2 separate regions of the Mus musculus genome follow, and region 1 is linked to region 2. The links are chromatin contacts, called in public promoter capture Hi-C maps. All regions are on one chromosome and are shown on one strand. The core of a region is the stretch at or near the end of the contact, and the rest is flanking DNA. Distances in the headings are between cores, read along the strand shown.

Region 1 (3,828 bases), core at 796-3,295, 250 kb before region 2:
GGCTGGTCTCAAACTTGTGACTCTTCTGCCTTTGTTTCTTGAATACTTGGATTGCTGGCACATGCCACCAACTCCAGCTTTCTTCTTTGTATTGAGATTGTTTCTATGTTATTAATTGTGTGTGTTGGGGGTGCTCCTATGCAACGGAGCATGCATATGGAAGGCAGAGGACAACTTGCAGGAGGTATTTTTTCACTTTCCACCATGTGGAATCCAGAGATTGAATTCAGGTCATCAAGCTTAGCAGCAAGTACCTTTACCTACTGAGAAATCTTGTCTGTCACAGTTCTTTGTATTTTTTTTAAATCTAAGCTGCTCCTTCCAGTCAGCATGCCCTCTCATCCTCACCAAGCACAGTATTGTGCATCTCATAAGATATTCTGAAATGCTAGTAAGAATCCTACTTAACCATTTATTGTTAAGTACTTTATGCCTATTAAGTAAGCTAAGTGCCCTCCATTCATTATCTGGCTCTGTTATTAATATGGTTTCAAATGAAGTAGCCTTATCTTATCTATTATAATGCAGATTCCCTGAGAGTGCAGTGTATCTTTGAATCCAAAGCTAAAGTGTACACTTAGTTCATAGAAGTGCTTAATAGTGCACTCAGTTCATAGAAGTGCTTGGGTAACTGAATGATTACAGTGCTTTGAACTAGTTCTATAGACAAATACAAATGAAGCATAACTTGTTCCATTCTAATTGGAGAACAAATGCATATCTCTCTCTCTCTCTCTCTCTCTCTCACACACACACACACACACACACACACACACACACACACGTACATACCTCAAGATTGCAAGAATATTAAGTATTGGGATACTAAATCGAATATTGACCACAGGTATAGCAGAAAGTCAACCTGGAAGCATCAAATTCACATAGTAAAAGGAGTATTTAGGTTTTGGGTGTTAGGTAGAGCTAATTTTGGATTGTTTTCCTACCTCAGTGTGTGACCGAGAATAGTTTTTACCCTCCAAAGTACATCTGCAAAGTGGACATGTTACAGCTTGCGTCATAGAACTGTTGAAAGGATTAAGATAATATCCAAAGTGCTTATCACGAAACAAAAGTTTAAAGCAAGCTTGTCTTTTAAAGAAAGTACAAATCTGGGCCTGTCTCGGAGGCCTCAGTGTGTCAGTTGAGGATGGTCTGAGTGCTGGGAGTCTGGGAATTGACCAGCTAGGCTCAGATCTTGTAGGCATCCAGAACCCCCAAACTTCTGGTGGAAATAACACTGCCTGGGGACACACTAACACCCTGTACACCAAACCTAAAACATTTGCCCTAACCGTTGTTTAGCTTCAGAAGCAAATGAAAGAAAAAGTGGCTGTGTGTTGGGGGATGGGGGAGGTGTGTTTTCCCACTACTTGGGAGAGAACCCTTGCTTTTCATCACATGAAAGCTCCACAGTCCCTGTCTCAGTTTTAGGAAGGTGACATCGGGTTTGTCAGAGTGGATTATTGGAGAGGCTGTTAATCTCTTTCAGACAGTGATGAAAAGTAGCGAACTAAAGTTGCAGCACGAAATTTACTCTGTAAACATTTCAAACAATCCTCAGCCTTAGCACCATTAGCTAATGTAGCTGGGTGGTGGTCTTGCCTGCTATTGAATGTATAGTTTACCTCTATTTAAATATTTAAATGATATTTGCAGTTTGAAAACTTAAAAGAGTTCAGACTCTTAGCGCCAAAACTTGAAACCACGTTTTTTTAGTGTTTAGCTGTGTTTCTTTCTGTTACCATACTCCTTTAAAACTACATCTCCCAGCATGCTTTGGAGCTGGTCTGACCTCATTTCAAATGGCCCCGTAGGGCAACAAGGCTGGTTACTTTTGACCGTGCTACTTGTGCCATGAAAAAATTGATCCCAATTGGCAGTTATTTGGTTTTTATATCTGTCAGGCACCTTTTTTGAACTGTGGTCATCAGTAGAAGGCATCTGGTCTGGAAGGGCCCATCCATCCCTGTAGTTGGACGAGGGACCAGGGAAACTGTCTCCGGCGATCTAAATAGGAGGGAATGTTGACAAGGGAGCACCGCTGGGGCTGAACAGAGGAGCAGGAACTGGAGCTCAGGCTGAGTCTGAAAACTGTTGGCTCCAGACTTTGGCTCGCGGACGGTTGGAAGTGGGAGATGGAGATGCCAGAGGAACCCGCCAACAGTGGGCATTCACTACCCCCGGTTTATATTTACAGTCCCGAGTATGTCAGCATCTGCGACTCCCTTGTGAAGGTCCCCAAACGGGTAAGAGAGGTCTGGATCAAAGACCACGGTTTGCGGGGATGGGGGTGGGAGGGTGTGAAAGGGAGTACATTAGGAAACGAGAAAACTGGACTGAAGGATACCTTCAGCAAAAATGTAACTAGCAGTGCCAGGCACGCCAAGCCGAGCAGAAGGAAGTGGTTCATTACCTTCAGAGAGCGCAGTGGGGCATCCAACGCTCGAGTGGGGGCGGGGGGCGGGGGAGGGGAAGGATTGGCGCAGAGGTGAGCGGAGTTACCAATAGGGGGTCCTGGACCACAAACTGTTAGGAGAGAGTATTCCATCACTTGCGTTAGTAAAGCTGGGGAGCTTCGAATCTTGGCGATTTTGAGACTCTGTGTTTGTCTTAAGTGTATTCTGTTAAAGTGACAGAAGGGAGAAGAGAGAAAGTAGTTAGTTCTCCGCGCAGGCTGTTGTTGTTAATGGCATTTCAGTACATTGAACCTTAAGGAGACTGCTCTGCCTTTCTTTGATGCTGTTTCAGGCCAGTATGGTCCACTCTCTGATCGAAGCCTATGCCCTGCATAAACAAATGAGGTAAGTGCGTTGACCTTTCTGAACATGATCATTTCTGAGGGCAGGCGTGTTCATAGCCTTAACACCTTGTCTCCTCCCAGTGGGACTAACCAGCGAGAAATGCTGCGTTCAAAAAAAAAAAAAAAAAAAAGCTTGTGTGGGAGTGGGGTGTTCATAGTCTTTGTTAGATGCTTGTACCGCCGGGAAAGCTTGAGAACAGTTGGGAAAGGCACACGAAGGGGTTAAGATCCCTTAGAAAAGAGACTTTGCTTCTAGACATGTGAGGAGGTGTTAAGCTGGAAAATGTTTTGTTTTATATTTGGTCTGGATTTTGTTTGTTTTCTAAAGCTAGATTTGGGGATGTGGGTTCAATTTGAGACTTAGATCTGCTACCCCACCCCCATCACCACCAAACTTTAACCTGGTCTCTGTTGACCACACAAGTAAAGCTAGCTACATCCTTCTCAAAAACAAGCCAAAAACAAGCTTTCTGTTGATTGCCAATTCTATATTTAATGTCATAAATGAAAGTATTATGGACCTGGCACATGTCAAATCAGGTTTTCTCATTACTGACCAACTACGTGACTGGCTAGATCACCTAATGCTGCATTTTCTTCACAGAAAGTAATATAATAGGTTTTCATATTTTATTCTTAGTATTAAGTCATTTTTAGTGTGTACATTCTTTTGGAATGTGTTGTTGTTTTGAGACAGAGTCTCACTGTGTAGTTCTGGCTAGCCAAGAACTGTTAACATCAACCAGGCTGGCCTTGAATTTACCAAGAACCACCTGCCTTGCCTCCCAGGTGCAGGATCAGCAGGTTTGCAGCACCATACCCTTCTAGGAATGTTTTCCTCCCTATGCTTAATTCCTATGGTCATCAAAATAACTACTTGTCTTTCCTTAAAAGTATTTTAACACTTTTCTGAGCCTGGTGGTACAGGCCGTTAATTCTAGGCCTTTGGAAGGCTGAGACAGGAACATCACAACTTCAAAGCCAGCTGGGTAACTTAGCCACACCCTGTCTCAAAATACAATTTT
Region 2 (3,931 bases), core at 1,265-3,764:
GCCTGTGCCAGCTTGGGCACCTCTCTGAGGCTCTTTCCCCTTTGGTAAATCCTAGGAGCTAAGTGAATCCCCGGCTCGTGGCTAGCACTTAGAAGGTTATTGCTGGCTGAGCATTTCTTCTACCTTGGCTTCACAGGGGCATGGTCTAGGGGCATGGTCTAGTTGCCAACTTGGAGAAAAGAGTTTAGCGGAACTCCGAGATAGCCTGGGGCCAGAGATCTGAGACAGCCTGGGGCCAGCTGGGAAGTCAGTCATCCAAGGCATATTTGCCTAGAAATGCAAATGTCTTCTTTGCCCCCTCTCAGCTTCTGCCACTAACCTCAACTCCCATTCCCCCAAAAGGAAATAGATGGCTTTTCTGCTTCAATGCTGAGTGCTAAAAGCCCTTCTCATTCCTACTCCATGGGAGGTGGCCAGTGGAGATGACAGGAAGTCACCGGTGGTGTAGGGGGCTTTCTGGAACTTGGGCATATAGAAATGTGATGGAGGGCACACCTTTTCTGCCCTTCAATGATCCGGATGGGGGAAGGGGCTAGCTGTTGAGCAACTGCTCCGGAGACACTCCAGAAGCTGAGATGAACATATGCCTCTTTCTAACAATTGGCCTGGGAGCCATCCAATAGATGGAGGGCGGATCCACGGGTCCGGGATCCGGAGCCTGCAACCCAGCTGCATCTGCAGTTTAGGAACCAGCTCTAGAGTCCAACAAGAGGAGAAGGGGGCAGGTCAGGGGTCCAAATTAGCAACTGTAATTCAAAAGCCTAAGTCCATTCCTCTACTGATTGCTTTCACAAAAACTTTTTCTCATCTTCGGCAAATATTAAGGAGGCTTTGGAAGGGTGCCTTGCCTGCTACCCCAGTAGAGCTTTGGGATCCCTATAGATTGTACCTTTTCTCAACAGGGAACTAGGCACAACCCACAATCCAAGTGGAAAAGTGTAGCGATGGTGTGGGGAGTGTGGTTGTTTCCCCGATTTTGAGTTGGAGCAGAGTGGGAGGGGCCAAAGCAATCAGCAATGAAGAGAGGCAGCTTTTCAGCCTACCAAGGGGAAAGGGTCCCCTAATTACTCAGGGTACTCACCCCAGCTTCCTCCAAATGCCAAAGAAGGGCCTAATTCTGTGCCTCCATTTGTGCCCCCTCTTTGTCAGCAAGCCGGTCATTTCATCAACAAACACGACTCTGTTAGAAGAGCAAATTAAGGACACTTTGCGATCCTAAAAAAAAAAAAAAATCAGAAAGAAAAAAGATCTTCAGGTCATCAAAGCCAACTAAAAAGACACAAGACACAGACAGTGAAATGACTCTGTAACAGTCCTCCCCCCACTCACACCCCCTTTTCCTTAACATCGTACTTTTTCAAACGACAATGTTTTCCAAACAGTATAAACTGAATTGTTGAATGGAAGGAGTGTGTGTGTGGACGGTGGGGGGGGGGGTGTAGGGTGGGAATGGGGGAGGCTTGATTAGAGGACAGTAATCCTGGTGGCCTTCCTGCAAGGGGTGAATGAGGTGAGAGTTTCTACCCACAGGGAACATGCCTTGAAATGAGAAGCCCCAGATATCTTTCAGTGAGGATTGTAAGACACCTTACCAACACAAGAGACGTGCTCTACGTGCAAGATGTTATTCTTGCTAGATGTGAATAATTATATAATCATAATAAAATAACCTGGCATCGTGGCAAGAGGAATCTCTGCGAACTCAGTGGCAATCTTTTCGAACCCGCTGCCTGTTCTTGGCTTTTCCGTGAGCCATGTGAGTTGCATGCATGCACCTAGCCCCACGGTCCGGTAGAACAGCATTTCCCAGCGTCGTCGCATCCTGCCAGCCTCCTTCTGCCCTGGATGACCACAGGACAGAAAGCCTTGAAACCAACCTTGGGCCTTGAGGGAAGCCACCGCTGCCATATGATCTCTCTAAGTGCCCCTGCACAAAATGTAGGGAGTTTAGGGGGTAAGGGACACGCCAACCTCGGCCATTCCACGATGAGAAGACATAGCTCAAAAAGAGCAAACCGGCTCGGAGGAAGCCCTGCAGAAAACTAAGACCCGTGCCTTGCCTACACCGTCCCGTGTGCAAGTCCCTCTTCTGGACCTTTCCCTAAGCCAACAGCTCTTCTCTCTATCCATTGAAGCCCGTCCTGGCGACCCACTTGATTTAGGTCAGAAAACAGACACTAACAGCTCTCCCTCGCCTCGGTAAAATTACTAAGTGGAATTTATTGGGCAAGTCCATGCAGGGTGGTGGGGAGAGCCCACGTCCCAGGTTCGGGCTGTCACTAGTTTTAGAAAAACAAGTATAGGCCAGAGCACTGGGCGAGAAGTGACCATAATCAGAGACCATCAGCCCCACCCCAGTAGCTGCGTCGTGCCCCCAGGGCTGAGGGACAGGAGGGGACGCACGCACTCTGTTCCCTAGCCCGCCCTTTGCTTTCACAAGATCCACGGTGACTGCACCAGCTCGAGCGCCTTTAAAGGGCCACACACGCCAGCCCGCCGCTATAAAATGTTCCCGGCGGCACAGCTGCAGAAGTGCGCTGCCGAGCTGCGGTGAGGAAGCTAGCTCCGCCCGGCTGCTCCTCCCACAACCTATCGGCGCGGGGCTGCTCCTGGCAGAGAGGACCAGACGCGAGGAAGGCACAGCACCCACTCGGGCCCTCCGTAAGTATCCAGTTCAGATTTTGCCACCAACTCGCCCACGAGCCAGGACATGTGCTAATAATGCTCTAAGCTGGTTATAAAGACGTGAAAATTGGGGGGAGAGGGAAAAAAGGGGGGAAAGGGGTCTGTCCTTCCTGGGATTCCTAGCCGAGGCCAGCCTGCTGCTGTGTGCTTGTGCGCCAGGGCTCTACGGGAGGCAGTGGGGGCTTAAGAGCCCGGTCCCCGCGCCGAGAACCAAGCGTGGTGGCTGTGATCGCCACCGCCCCGGAGTCCGGGCGCCGGAGCTGCGGGCCGGCAAGAGCGCGGGTCGGGGCAGCTCGGCGCTGCCCGGTGCGGTGCGGCGGCGCGGCGCGGCGCGGCGGTGCAGGCTTTTCCCAGGCGCCCTGGGGTCGCGTGGCCGCCCGTGCGGCTGGGGACTCTGAAGCGAGTGGCTAGCGGCGGCGGCGGCAGTGTGCGTGCCAAGGGGGCTCGGGGCTAGGTCGCTTCGTCCGTACCTCAGCTCCTGTGAGCTTTCCTCTCCCGGGCAAGCAGCTTCGCGGAGGTAAGCCGGGCCGCCCGGCAGGACGCTGGGCTGGGCAGCAGGGGCCGAGGGCACCGGAGGCGGCCAAGCTGGCCGCGGGGCTGGGGGACTTGTTTGCTGCCGGAGCTGCCGGGCAGAGGGGCGGCAGCCCGGGCCGGCCCGCGGGACGCGGAGCCCACTTGTCCGGAGAAACCCGCAGCACATCCACTCCGGCGCCCGCGCTTTCTCCGGCTCTGCTTCCCCGACTTTGCCAATACCCAGGACTGCATCAGGCCGCTCGGGGGCCGCACAAAGCTCTTGTTTCCTGGGGGGCTGGAAGCGAGAAGGGCTTCTGGCTGAACTCAGCCAAGCTGCGTGCTGCAAGTTGGAACATTCTGGCAACTTGCTTTCCCCACGCAGCACGACCCCCGTGCACACGCCCCTCTCGGGGGAAGCGGCCGCGCGGCGCCCAGCCTCTGCCTCACGGGGAGCCTGATCAGGGGCGGGACAGCTAGTCTGAACCATGCCACTTTTAACGTTGTGACCTTGGGTTAAGTTATCGCACCCACCTCGGCACCTCGAATCTTTGCTAGCCAGCTGCGAGCAGCGGCAGCAGCGGACGCTCCGAGGGCGCTCGGAAGTGTCTGTGAGGCGCGCGAGCCACTGCCGCTGGCGCCAAAGTGCGCCCCCGCGCGCGGAGACGCTGCGGGTCCCCAAAGTCGCGCTGACGCGGAGACCCCGTGCTTCGTCGCCTGTCTGCTTCTGAGCACC

What was found. Promoter capture Hi-C pulls out the DNA fragments that hold promoters and counts their contacts.
Region 1: a contact with region 2 is called in a promoter capture Hi-C map of embryonic stem cells, with 4 times the contacts expected there. The contact joins the promoter of Hdac8 here to the promoter of Cited1 in region 2. A contact is called at or near these places in 11 of 39 promoter capture datasets (the 3T3-L1 cell line, the C10 cell line, the SN4741 cell line and 7 more), 2 of 484 Hi-C or Micro-C datasets (embryonic fibroblasts and uterus), 8 of 115 datasets of contacts at active chromatin or transcription factors (embryonic forebrain, embryonic stem cells, extraembryonic endoderm stem cells and 3 more) and 3 of 9 other capture datasets (adipose tissue, liver and pancreatic islet).

What each region holds. Positions count from the first base shown.
Region 1 is chrX:102,503,375-102,507,202 of GRCm38.p6, reverse strand. It overlaps Hdac8 (histone deacetylase 8), which reads left to right and starts at 2,045. Exons shown (of 11, transcript NM_027382.4): 1 at 2,045-2,249; 2 at 2,752-2,804. The coding sequence starts at 2,139. It overlaps Gm32262 (a long non-coding RNA gene), which reads right to left. Exons shown (of 14, transcript XR_003953070.1): 14 at 1,877-2,624.
Region 2 is chrX:102,250,764-102,254,694 of GRCm38.p6, reverse strand. Cited1 (Cbp/p300-interacting transactivator with Glu/Asp-rich carboxy-terminal domain 1) reads left to right here and starts at 2,514. Exons shown (of 3, transcript NM_001276466.1): 1 at 2,514-2,661. Gm14858 (predicted gene 14858) reads right to left here and starts at 2,044. Exons shown (of 3, transcript NR_040285.1): 1 at 1,671-2,044; 2 at 1,082-1,215.